Linked DNA regions of Rattus norvegicus: region 1 is linked to region 2. A link is a contact called in public Hi-C data. All regions are on one chromosome and are shown on one strand. Each heading gives the region's core, a stretch centred on a gene start, on an enhancer-like site or on the middle of the called end of the contact. The rest is flanking DNA. Distances are from core to core; before and after follow the strand shown. Region 1 overlaps 1700020N01Rikl (RIKEN cDNA 1700020N01 gene like). Region 2 overlaps 1700020N01Rikl (RIKEN cDNA 1700020N01 gene like).

The links. A called contact is a pair of places that touch in the nucleus more often than the background predicts.
Region 1: a contact with region 2 is called in a Hi-C map of psoas muscle, with 2.2 times the contacts expected there. The contact joins two enhancer-like sites. A contact is called at or near these places in 3 of 12 Hi-C or Micro-C datasets (frontal cortex, liver and psoas muscle).

Annotation. Positions count from the first base shown.
Region 1 is chr1:25,193,950-25,200,466 of GRCr8, forward strand. All of the region lies in intron 2 of 1700020N01Rikl (RIKEN cDNA 1700020N01 gene like), which reads right to left. Among named protein-coding and RNA genes, the nearest start is that of 1700020N01Rikl, 17 kb to the right of the region's middle. Within about 2 kb of position 2,357, at least 25 of the 93 cell types and tissues checked have an H3K27ac peak or open chromatin away from gene starts, as enhancers often do.
Region 2 is chr1:25,074,481-25,081,846 of GRCr8, forward strand. 1700020N01Rikl (RIKEN cDNA 1700020N01 gene like) reads right to left here. Exons shown (of 8, transcript XR_010062835.1): 8 at 6,824-7,366. Among named protein-coding and RNA genes, the nearest start is that of 1700020N01Rikl, 140 kb to the right of the region's middle. Within about 2 kb of position 4,716, at least 10 of the 93 cell types and tissues checked have an H3K27ac peak or open chromatin away from gene starts, as enhancers often do.

The DNA of each region.
Region 1 (6,517 bases), core at 1,107-3,606, 120 kb after region 2:
TGGGTAAATACTTGAAAAATGGAAGTACTCACCATTGTGAAAGCTTTGCTGCAAGCACTATTGCAGTCTTCAAAGCTCTGACCCGAGGCACAAAGAGCTTCCAGTTGGGTTCCAGCCACTGGTTACCAGTGGGTGGTGTTGAGTGTGAGCAAGTTCTAACCCAGACCCATGATATACAGCGCCACGCAGAATGCAAGCAGAGAGTCAGCCGTGCATTAGTGGGCAAATCCAGGATGATAAACCTGAAGGTTTTAAGTGAACTGAACTCCCATATAGAACAACACTACCTTTTCAGAAAAAGAAGCAACCATTTGACCACCCAGAGATGCCTTAAAAAGTTTGCCTGTAAGGACCAGTGTCTTGACTTTCTTATTTTTACTTGCCTTGTTCTCTGTAGTCAGTCTACAAGCTAGCTGAAGCTAGTTTTCCGAGAGTTAATAACATTCCCCATGTCAGCATGGAAAAATTAATTACTGATATAACTGCTCAGAACTTTGTGTATACACCAAATCAAATGACGTAGTCTTAGTGTGATGCCAAAATCCTGCTATATATCTGGAACACTATATTACCAGTACAGCTAACATCTGAAAATCTTGAGTTAGGCAACAATAAAGAACAGACTAAAATCTAATGTAAGGAAATGAATTGATGTTATACTTATATGTAACTGGCATCCCAAAAATGTAAGGTCAATGTACTTATTCATTTTAAATATACAAGCAAACTCAAAACTATTTCCAATAAATCCTGAATATGTATAGAAGAACTCCCCATATGCCTTGCATGGAAAAGGTATAATGCTAACTCCACACACAGAAGAGGGAATCACCCGCAGGAGAAACCTTTTCTAGGAAGCGCCTCCCAGCATGCTGCTAAGGTCAATGAGGGTCTGAACCTGATGAAGCTCACGTGTGCGACCATCTGACTTTCCGTACAGATGTGGAGCATGCTCAGGGCGAGCCATAGCTTCCTCTCAACTCCGGGAACGTGAGTCTAAGGACGATACAGGTGTTGGTGATCGGAGTGAAGCTGAAGAGAGTACGTTCCGTGGTCTTGAGGAAAGACAGAGCAGGTGCCAGGGTGGAAGGCTACACCAGACACACACAGAAGCAAGGAGGGGGAGGAACCAAGAGGTTGTAGAAAGCAAAACTGACACAGTCATCCTTTCCCAGAATTCAGCAAAACTCCTTAAGATACTTAGACATTTCACTTGATAAGCTTGTAATAACAGAAAATTTTAATCAGGGTGACTATCTTGAAAAATTCATAGAGGGAGTATATTTAACTTTTTAATAGCGAAAACAAATTGCAAACAATTTGAATTTCAACAACAGGGGAATGTAAGTCATATAACATCTTGGAAGGGAATGGTATATTACATATACAATTATACTTCAGGAAAAGTTTTTATTAATGAGGAAAATATGTGGTTTTCTTAAGTAAGGTGAGAGCTATAAAAGCATATTAACAGTTGACTATAAATATGGATATGCTAGAAAAATAGAATTCCCCCCTTATCCACTGGCAAGGCCAGGTCCCAAGGCAGAGACTGGTCTGATGGCTCTTAGGAAGATCACAATAGGGAGCTGGTCCTTAGAGACTTCCAGTTCCCTTTTCTGAGATCTCTGAAAACCAGAATTAAAAAGATTAATTCCGTTGAACGCGGTGGCACATGCCTTTCAACCTTAGCACGTAGTAGGCAGAGGGAAGATAATCTGTGTTTTCAAGACCAGCCTGGTCTATTCAGTGAGTTCTGGGGCGGCAAGGGCTACATAGTAATACCATGTTTAAAAAAAGAAAAACGAACAATTTTTATAGGTGCCAAATGAATCTATCAGTGGCACCTTCTTAGCTCCCAGAGTAAGTTAAAGTTGATAAAACATTTGAGAAAGGAGGGCCATAAATGAATAGTCCCAGTGTATTACTGACATCATCACCTCATTAAAATGAATTTTTATACCATCGGAACAATGTTAACGATTGTGCAGTTTAAATGAAACATAAACATACCATTTAAATCTGGACCATCGCTAAGGAACACGAATCAAAGGAAAACAGGCTAAAGGAAATGCCCAGAGCTTTCCAGGCTCCTGCCACATAGATCTTTCACCTTTATGTACAAAACCCGTGTTCCCACAGATCTCTGGAGCAATAAAAAATGTACTGTACATCATGAGCTGACTTGCTATAAATGTCGTGAACTGTGCAACCGTGGAAGGACACCTGCTCTTCGTACAAAGGACACAGACAGTGGGGCTGGGATCCAAAACTAAGAAGAGGAAGAAGTAAATAAGGACACTGACCCAGACAAGGGTTGAGTCAGCTGGGCAGCCTCAGACAGAACAGCCCTTGCATTGCTTAAGCTACAGGGTTCACTTGCTCAAAACTAGAGGCCATAGCCACGTAGGTGGAGGCCAGGGAAAGACTGTTCCGTGGGTTAAATGATGATTAACCTTGGCGTTCCAAGTCACCCAGTCCTCCAAGGAGAAGACTGTAAAAGACCCAGACTGTTTCTATTTCTGCGCTACTGATAGGCTCAGCGAAAAACTTCAGACGTTTAAGACAGAAAGAGCGGCATGCTGACCAAGCACAGGCACTCATTCACTTACCATTTCCACAGGAGCCTCTTGCTCTTGCTGGCTACATGGCCTGATCCACAAAGTGGTGTTAATATCTACTTGGCAGCTTAGTGGAGCAAAAGAAATACGCAATGCAGAAGGCCTGGCACACAGCAGGTGTCTAATGATGCTCAGGTCCGTCTATGCCTCCCTTTCAGCACCTTCTCCAGGTACTTGTCTACGTAGTCACTACCTAAAACACTCGGAGAAAGACCAGGAGCACAGAGAGGAAGATTTTAGGGAGCTCAGATGTTATAAAACCATCCCAATAAAAAGATCTCTGAACCTCTGCTGTTTACTTCTACCCCCAGCCTCTGTGTGTGTGTGTGTGTCTGTCTGTCTGTCTGTCTCTCACTCTGTGTCTCTGTCTCTCTCTCTCTGTGTCTGTCTGTCTCTGTCTCTCTGTCTCTCTCTCTCTGTGTGTCTCTGTCTGTCTCTCTGTGTCTCTGTCTCTGTCTCTGTCTGTCTGTCTGTCTCTCTCTCTCTCTCTCTCTCTCTGTGTGTGTGTGTGTGTGTGTGTGTGTGTGTGTGTGTGGTTACTAGATTGTTCAAGTGCAAGTTTTTCCTGCATGTGTTTCACATTCACTTTTGTATTTGTTATTTTTTCTATTAAAAGAATTAAGGAAATAGTAACAGGAAATAAAAATCCCTAGGCATCTTTCAAAAGATAAAAAAAAATGAGATCTTTAGGACTTTATTATGATTGCCTGAAGAGGTGGCTCAGTTTCATGGAGCTAATCTGTGGAAATAAGTAGGCCAGAGGAGACTGACAAGAAATATGACTGCGCGCAGAATGCTATAGCTGTATCCATCCTGTAAGAACAGCCACACTGCAGACTTACTCATCTAACACAGGCTGACTGCAGAAATGTCACGTGCTAGGCCGGGGCTCTAACCATGTGCCAGGACCACATGAGTGTCATGGGTTTCCCTCAAGACACTAATTGCACACAGCCATTGGGCAAGGACCACAAATGACCACACTTCCTAGCTATATTCTCCTTTTCCATTAAGTCTCACTGTCTGGGACCCATATGATACTTTACAACATGCACAACTTTCCAGAATGTAATGAGATTGAGGTAATGATGATCAGAGGCCCTAAGAGTGATGGTCAAGTCACATCTGCAAACAGTAGGGGCAATCCCACTATGTGAGACCAGTCCTGGGACAGCCACTTGGAGGAGGAAGGTTTGCTCGCCCAGTCTGAGACATCTGTGTTCTCAGTCCCTACTGTGGTTTGCTAGTGCCTGTTCCTACTCAAACTTTTACGACATTCACAGCTGCTCTGTTCCCCTACGTCACAGCTAAGGAAGAGGTGCTCTGTAACACCTGCCAGTTCCACAAGGCAGACTTTGTTACAATGGTCAGAAATGGACCCTGTCCCCATAACACTGAGGTAATGACAACTACCAATCCTTTAGCAAATAGCGACTGCCTGGACTGCCAGGACTGGTGCTCCCAATTCGTTTGGAATGAGAGTCTTGCTCTGTTTTGGGGAACGTGTACTATCCTTTCTTTTTAGCAAACATTTTCAAGTGGATGTTTCACTTGAAGAAACAACTGCTTTAATCTAAGATGAGAAACAGGAGAAATAATGTTCATAAACCTAGAAGTTAATTATTCCTCTCTGTTGTGTGTGTGTGGGTGGAGGGTGTGGGGGGACAGAGGACACCTTTTAGAAGCCAGTTCTCTGTCCACTGTAGGTTCCAGAGACTTGTAGGCTGGTGTGGCAAGTTCCTCTACCTGAAGAGCTATCTTACTTTGGTCCCCAAAAATTATAGATAGAAAAAGAAGTGAAAAGAATTTTAAAAATACTACTCATGACCAAGTGACAGAGGGTGTAGCTTAGTGGTAGAGTGGTCAATACCAAAATAAAAACATGAATGAATTAGCTAATTAGAATAAAAATACCCCAGGTGCCATGGCTTCCTGCAGAAACACTGCTGATAGCCACGTGTCTTTCTGCTTCTGTGCAGGCACACACGGATGTGGTCTGCTGACTGGGATGGAGGCACAGCTCACCCCAGTGTTTCTCCATTATCATTTCTAATGGCAGAGTCGTCTCTGCTCTTACGGGGTCTATTTAGCCAACGGAGGCCCAGTTTTGTGGAACCTGTATACAGACTGTCTCGGGAGCTTGGGCTTTATGTGATCTCTCCCTGTCTAGGTTGTCTTGGAAGCTCTGATTTCCAGCATCAGTGTGAGTCTGAGCCTCTGCTGTTCCCAGAGGTAGACATTTGGGAGTTAATTAGGCCCTGGAGTCAAACGACATCCAAGTCACCTGATGTCACTTAGATAGGGAAAACTACAGCCTATGTCAGAACCTAACTTTCTTCTGACCAGAGAGATGCAAAGTATGAACCTTAAGAGCACATTTTCATTCACTCAGCTAGTATTTGTGCAGCCACTGGTGGCATGCCAGGGTCACTTTGAGTCATTCAACTCTCCAGCCTTATGGAACTTACACTATGACAGATTCACAATCTCAAAAGGGTAAACCAAACAAGAGAGCAGTCTGGAGTTCTCTTGTCACAGTAAATTTGGTAGAAATTACACAAAACCAATGCATGCATATCTGAAGCTACCACAAAATACTAGAGTCTCCTGAGTTACCAAGTCATATGATGTATTCTGTTACCAAGTAACCATTAAATACTGTCATTAGAAGAAGCACTTCCAAGAGACAATGGTATCTAGAACAGTCAGACTCCAGTCTTAGTAATCGGATAAAAAAATACTAATATATTTAGGATAGTAATTTTTATGTATAGAAAACCTGTTCCCTGTAGTTTTGGAGGAAATGTGCCCAGACTGTAGATGACTTTAGTTTGGATATGACCCATCTCCAGTTATAAAAATAGGAAAGGATATCCAAGCAATCGGGCTACGTGTAGATCAAGTGGGAAGCGACTATAAGCTAGTTGGGGGGTGGAGTCTCTACTGGTAAGGGGACACCTGGGTCACTTGTGCGATACTTATGTGCTCATTGGAAAGAAGGTGTAGGTTCATACTGAAGATTTATATAATTAAGTAAAAATAAGAGAAAAAACAACAAAGCTAAAGAGGAATGCCTACAGAAATTAATGCTATTTTTTCTTTAAAAAATAACACGATCTCTCTCCTCCCCCCTCCGTGTGCAGGCATGTGTACACACAATACACCCGGACATGTGCTTGAACAGACATACAAACGTGGGAATTAGTGTCGAAGACAACTTGCCTAACCATATTATTTTGGATGTATAAAACGGTATGAAATGAGATTCTTACTATTTATGCAACGTGTCTTTTCATGACGACCATACATTGGCTCACTAATTTTATAAGGTAGGAAATCTTAAGAAAGTATGAAGTGGGTCAGGACTAAAAACGTCATTCAAAGCATTTTATTGTGATATCAACTGATATCTTCAGAGCTCGGATTGTTTACAAAGATGAGGGCATTAGATTTACAAAGGACCAACAATCTGAGGATAAGAGCCTAGTCACATCAAAATCTAAGTACTATCATGGCAAGGATAAAGCTTCCCTCTGTAAGGCTTGGCGTCTGAGCATAAGTCTCAAGAGTCAATGCACGTGTGTCCTGTCAGTGAGCTGCATCTCCAGCTCTTGGAGACAGGGTCTTTCTATATAGCCCAGGCTGGCCTTACACTCAGGGTCCTCACACCCCGGCATTCTGGATGCTAGGACCACAGGCCTGTGCTGTGCCACCACATTTCCCTTTCTTGTCGGTGGTGACAGAGTTGCTGTTAGTCCACTCAGCCCCAGCACTCGTGCCTACCCCTGCGCTTGACATCTGAAGCCCATGACACAGTCTCTCATGCCTGTGACTTGGAGATTCAGAAGAAACTTCTAACTAGAAGGCAATTAGCATTGCATGGGCTGTCCTAAAAA
Region 2 (7,366 bases), core at 3,466-5,965:
CTTTTGTTTATTTTCTCCTTTCGAGACCTTTCAGAAAAAAATTACAGGCTACCTAATTTTTATTCGGAGCAGCCGACTACATCGAACACTCACAGCTTTATCTCTGTGTGTCTGAGGCCCTGTTTGTGTGCTGGAGTGGACTCTGGTAATTCGACTGTGTGTCTAACACCTCAGCAGCAGAACCTGCTGTGACAGCTGTTGCAATGGCTGCCCTCATCCAGCTCACGTCTGACATTTCCAAGGCGGGATCTGATTACAGCTAGCAACTTGAAATTAAGCACACAGAGAAGAAAATACCGGGAGACACAGACTGAGCAAGGGGTGAGGCAGGCTGCACTGTGTTCCCAGTTTAGGCTCCGAGAACCAGGCAAATGAACCTGAGCCTGAGCCTCCTCCGTGGTGGCTTCTGGGTATGAAAGCTTTTCAGATCTGGTCAGCTCAGCACAGACGTCACACAGTGTCAACCCACGGGGTTCCTCTGGGGTGCCTAAAATCTCAAGAACACGTGAGTTCAGTTACCAGAAAGTGTGAGAAGAGAAGCTAAGGCATTATAATCATAAATACAAGTCACTGCTCTGTGCCTGGGATTCAACTGCATCAAGTTCAAGTTTTCTCGAAAATTTAAATTTACTTTTACTTAGATTTCCTTCTCCATCCATTTTATGAGCCACAACTAAATATTTAGCCATCGTTTCTCCGGATACCCTGTGTAAATTTCAAGTTTCCCTTATGAAATCTTTAAGCCCAGGAAAAAGACCACAATGCATAAACACAGTTAAATACATGAATACAGGAACACAGTAAGTACGTGCACAGACAGTTGTGTAACTTACAAAGCACGTTTGCATAATACAACCACAATTTATCCCGGGCACAGCAGTGATGTCCAACATCCATCCTTCCTCCTCTCTCCCGAAGTTCCTTTGTGCCAGTGATTGGTGATTACGTCATTAGAGGTGATCAATGTTAAATAAGAAACCTGAGGCTATCTGTAGATGGGGAGCAGACTCCAGAAAGGTGGGCTGCAGGGCCATTGTTCCTTCCCTCTGACCTTGGATAAGCACAGACGATGGTAGACCTCCATTTCCAGATCTGCCTAGCCTAACCCACACATCCAACTCCCAGGGACTTAATGTAAGGATCCAATTAGACAACGAGTGAGAAAGTCTTGTCCAGCTGCCAAATGCAAAATAAATATTCTTAATTTTTTCTGCAGTTCACCTTCTCTAACATTTCTGACCTCAACTTCAGCATAAGACTCCATCGACTAACGAGAGACATGGTTTTTTCTCCTAAGAGCTCATTGTAATGGTCTCTTTTATCGTCATCGAAACACAGAGGTTTCCATTTGGCAACTGTGTACCCAAGTCTCAGTGGACTGGCAGCTGAGGTCAAGAGATAACCAATATCCTATATGATCTTCACACATATGGTTTTATTTTAATTTTATTTAATCAAATTAATTGAATTTAACGAATTGATCAGGGGTTGAATCTAGGGTCTCATGAATGTTTGCATCACCAATGTTTAGTATTTTTTTTTTATAGCCAAAGCTGCAGACACACAGCTGTACATTTCTGACTCCCACACCACAGATTTTACCACTGACCCCGAAGCTCCAGGTTTGGACCCAGGAATCTGCTTTTGGTACAGAGTCATGGTCTAATACAGATATGCCACTAATGCAGGAACCCGGAACTTAGTGTTTGAAAAAAAAAATCTCAATTTGTAAGCAGCCATGTGTTCCTCATTTCCTCCCCGTAATAACAAGATTTCTCTATCAATTGCTTATTAGAATCAGGCATGAGGGGTTATGTGAAACAAAGCAGCCCTCGCCGGTATGTAACAGCTGCCTTTTCATGTTTGAGCACTTTGAAGTAATATTTTCCCAGTTTTCTTTAATTGGATGGAACATTCACAAAGGGGTTTCAGAAAATGTATTCCATCCCAGAGTTGTTCTGGCCTCTGCTTAAGAAAATAATCTTATAAGCTGTTAAACTGATCGCTGACCAGTCACTCTTGGAAACAGAAGATGGTTTCCCCTCCTTTTAAGCAGTTCCACTAAAACCTCAAGGTATTAGTGGTCCGTGTTATCTGCTGAAAGAAAAGATAAATATTTCGCCTCTGGTGTCCAAAGAGTATAAAATAGCAAGGTATAATTTCAGAAGCTATAGCATGCTATCGGCCGGTTTCCTAGGGATACAGAATCGAAATGGACTAAGTAGACATCCATCTGTGGTACTAAGCTTGGCTCTGGTCTAGGACTAGCAGAGTCTGGAACAAACAAAGCATTACATTAAATCTGGGAAGGATTCATAAAGAAGGAGCTCATTTTGATATTTCTAGCCTATAGACTGGCATATTCCAAGTTGCAAAGAATAATTACTATGGCTACTCTAAATATACCATACTGAGTTTCATAGCCCTGGGAACTGAAATCCATTTAGTCGTGGCCACCTATGGCTGCGTTCCCATGGTAGTTCCCATCTATAGTTATAATTGATTTCTCCCCTCCTCCCCCCTCCCAGGCACAGTCCTGTCCCAGAGTGGTATTTGACCTTATTTCACAGTCTTGCCGTCTGTAAATGATGCTGAGAAAAAGCAGCCAATCAGGAGGTTTGTTTTCTGTTCCCTGTTAAGTGTTCTATCAGACAGTGAAAGCAGTTTGAACTGGATGGGGTATTACACATCCCTTCTCTGGAGTCTACCCAGGGTTAATGGATACTCAGTTAGCTTGCAAGACTGCAAACTGATACCTGTGTGTACTAGCCAAAGTGACATCCTCTTTTTTTCCCTTGTGGTGCTATTCGTTTTTAGAATTGTAATATAATGCTAGGAGGAAACTCTGTGGCAATAATTTTCCTTTGTCTTTGGAAGAACATACAGTGTGTGTATGCTGATGGGAGTCTTTGTTTCTTTGTTACTTTGTTGTTTTAAGAAAACAAGGAGAAAACAACAGCAAAGATTAAAATGGGGGGATCTGTTTTTAATATCTATTTGTTTAATATTTATTTTCCTTTTGTAGCTTGCCATTATTTCACAGAGAACTACTCTTTTTTTCCTGCCTAGAAATCTATTGTCAGTGAAGAGTATGTTACCACTGTGGACAGAATTAATCTGCCAGGTGTGTCCTGGGTTTGGTTTAGATTTTTCATATTCCTTTTTCTGTAATTTCATGTAAAATACTTCCTTAAAGTAAGATACTTGCTATCTCCTTCCTGTCTCCGGAGAGGCTCAGCCAGAGTATGGCAAATGCAGAGGTGAATGCTCGTAGCCAACCAATGAACTGAGAACGGGGTCCTCATTGGAGGAGTTAGAGAAAGGATTGAAGGAGCTGAAGGGACTTGCGACCCCATAAGAACAGCAATACCAGCCAACCAGAGCTTCCAGGGACTAAACCACCATCCAAAGACTACACATGGACAGACCCATGGCTCCAGCTGCATATGTAACAGAGGATGGCCGTGTTGGGCACCAACGAGAGGAGAAGCCTTTGTTCCTGCCAAGGCTGGATCTCCCCCACACCCCGAGTAGGGGAATATCAGGGTGGGGCAGCGGGAAGAGGGGGCTGGTTGGGGAGGGGGAACACCCTCATAGAAGAAGGGGGAGGGAGGATGGGATAGGTGGCTTATGGACAGAAACTGGGAAAGGGAATAACATTTGAAGTATAAATAAAAAAATCCAATAATAATAATAATAATAGTAATAATAATAAAAGATACTTGCTATGTTTGAACTTTACCTAGGCCAGTTAATTACTTACCAACTATGACCGGGGCAATATTTGATACAAGAGTACCATCCATGCCCAATCAGTGTAGAAATGGGTTCCATTTTTGGTTGTGTCAATGTTACTCCCTCTGAATAACACTGGACAACTCCCAGGAGCAAAAGTGGTACAAGGCTGTGGAGAGGTGTCTTCTGATCGGAACTGACCAATAATAAAAACATAAATCAGGAAAGTAACTCTACCCTTTCTGATGACCTCCAGATGTCAGATTTTAAGGCCAGGTAAGTAACAAGCAACTTGCAAAAGACTGTCCTGCAGCAAAGACAATGACAGTAAAGCCCCTAATTTCTGGGAACCTTGTGGGTGCCAGGAGCACAGGACTCGGTTTTGAAATCCGAATCACATATTTGAGACAGCTAGTGTTCCCAACTTGAGCTTCTTGGCAGCCGTGCTAGCTGAGCGTGCACATAGCATTGGTGGATGGGAGCAAACAAGTTTAGGGCTAGCTGCACTCCTCACAGCTGCTGGTCAAGTGGCTGCTTCCAAGGTACATGACAGGGCAGTGCCAAGAGAGAGAGGGCACAGGCTGAGAGGGAGGAACCTGGGCCTTTCAGGGAGGTTTCTGGTGGGGGGGGGGGAGATAGATTTAATATACAGGAGTATTTTCCCTGAAGTCTTTCAGGGACAGAATGCCAGCAATAAAAGTCAGGCTTAGTTAGTGACTGTCAAGGTCAACTGGGATACAAAGCTTTGACAAGCATCTCTGCCCCATCATACCCCATCTCCCCCTGACCAGTCTACTTTGTACAACCACTGTCTTTAGAAAGAGACACTGTTCACCCAGAAAGGCAAAAACCATAACAAAACAGAAGCAAACAAACCAACAAGAAACCCAGCTCATAGGACACCCGGGAACACCTCTGCTTTAGTTCTGTCTGTCAAGTTCAAGAACGCTCTGACAGGAAACTATGTTCTGATTGGTGTTGCTATCCAGTCTTCGTCCAATAAGATCACAGCTTTCATTGACCACTTAGGTGCGAGTTCACAATCTGACAGTGCTTTGCGGCACACACTATTTAAAATGAATGCTTTTGTTGATGCACGTGTGAAAGGGTCAAGAATCAAAGCGTGAGAACAATTTGTGTGCTTTTCCATAGTATATCTGACCTATCTTCCATGTGTGGACATTTTTCAAAGGCATCTTAACCCAGTTTGCAATGCTGAGCACTTATTAGACTGGGCGCGGTCTTTGTCGCCATCTTTCCCGATCACTTAAAAGAAAATGCCTCTCATCGTTTGAAAGGAAAACCGGAACGCAGACTATGATTTCCCAAGCAGCCATATCTGTTTTTAGGCTACAAGTTCTGCTTGGCTGTCCAGGTCCACCATCCGGTCTTGTGCCGGGACGTTGGCGTTCCAGCAGCCAGTTCAAATCAGGGGCAAGAAGCATTGGAGCTGGGCTCTGCTCTGCCAAGCAGATAATCCCCTAATGGCCAGTCAGCGTTTCTATTCAGACTGACCTTCAGAGGCAGGAGGTGCTTGTGCAAAAATAACCTCAGAGATGCAGGAAGTCCTGCCCGGGCTATCATCCCGGTCTCCATCACCGACTGCAGTCCCCAGTTTCCTTTTGCAATGTGAGGCCTGCATATTCGTGACGCTTCAAAGTGATCTTTCCTTCTTAAAACATTCAGAGTTTAGGACAGAATTTGCATAATTCTATTAGAAGGCTTACACCTCGGCTTTGGAAAAAGAAATATTTGAGAAAATGCGATTTGCGGGGGAAGAGCAGTCTTATCTCTTGGTCCAGAAGGCGCTTCCTGGAACTAAGCTTGTTAACGTTAGGGTTGCCTGCTAAGTACCACAGACTGAAACCTGCTCGTTAGGAAGGGTTGATTTTTATCCTCACTCCCAGTCTGTGGTGGTTTGAGACTTAAGATCAGGAAGGATTTTCTGTTTCACCCTGTTGCAAACCGGAGTCCGGGTACAGTGGAGGCTGTGCAGCTATGTTTCTGTAGATTTTTACACCATGGATGTATTGGTTCCTCTCAACTGAGAGCAGTTTATTTTGGTGTCATTGCGGAACCTGAGGAGACTGTCCCCAGATGAAATAGATCTGAGGGCTTGTCATCATGTCTATTTTGATCAGATGACCTGCCTATCTTTCACAGGCCGAAGGCGAGTCTGGCACACCTTCAGGTTCTTCGGGGGTTCGTAACGAACCAGACACCTTCAGCTGTGTAAATGTTACCAAACCAACTGTAATTAAAAATCCCCCGTGGGTCACATGAGTTTCTGTTAATCGGTCTGCTGCTCCAGGAGCCAAGAACTTCATGTTCAGATGATGACAGGCTGGGAGAAAAGTGAGACTCTCTACCTCCGCTGAGACCCAAGAGCACACGGAACTACCCAGAACCGCAGCCTGACCTCTCTCGGGACTTCTGTCCCATCCGGAACCACCCTAACACCTGACTTCATTTTCACTCCCCAGTGACCTGAATGACACGAATACAAAAAAGGACAGTTTAATTTTTTGAAATAACAAATTTTCTAATTATTGTAATAGCAGAAATAGCTTTTCTTCCTACTTGATTCAATGAATATGAAAGTCTATGTGGATTTATTGCACATTATGTGTTTATGTTATTACAGAGTATATGTTTATGTTATTACACGGTGTACGTTTATGTTATTATATGGCACACGTTTATGGTATAGTACATGGCATATGTTTATATATCTATTACTATAGGATGCTTCAGTGGGACTGTTGTCATGGTACCCACTGACATTTCCCACCAACAATCTTTCCTACCTATTTGTGAACAAAGCTCTTGCTTTTCAATATATAACATTTTCCTGGGCCCTACCTGTATTTCACATCTAACTTAAACCCTCTTCCAGATGGTTCTGTGATTTCTCTAACACTAGTGGCTTACATTGCAGTTCCTTTTTTCTGACAAGTGGCCCTTCTAACATGCTTCTATCTGTCTTGACAGCAGACTCCAGGTCACAAATTAATCTTAATTTATTCAGACAACTTGCTAAATATCTAAATAGATGAAGGAAAATTTATTTACCAATTTACTAGAGAGATTTAGAGAAAGTTTTCATAAATTTATTTCTAGCTATTTAACTGTATACACATATCTTAATACATTATTTCAATTTGCAGTATTTAAATTTATACACTAATTTTGTACATACACTTGGGAAAACTTTTCTATGGAGTTTAAAAGGAATGGTTTGTCCCCCTGTCAGTTTCTCTGGGACAATGCCGGCCTCTGCTTGTACCTAAGTGCTCTGCAGTGCTATGGCCTGAGGGTCAGTAAAATTCACATGTGAAGGTAGTTTGGAAAGAAAAGCGCTCAGCACTGCAGACCGAGGCCTGAGATCTGTGACCTTCTTACGTAACGCACAGGCGAAGCTATGTTTCTGTACCTAGGCACAAGGCAAAAATGTGAGATGTTCAGCCAAAATTGCCACCTGAGGACACACAGAACAAAGAAACACAAGTCTTAATCAGATTAGTGCTAACGAACCAGTCTCTGGCCTGTTGTGAACTCCAGAAACGCCAAGTCATTCCAGCGAACAAACAGGGGAGCCAGACCTTGGGGAACAAAACGTTTTCTTAATTAC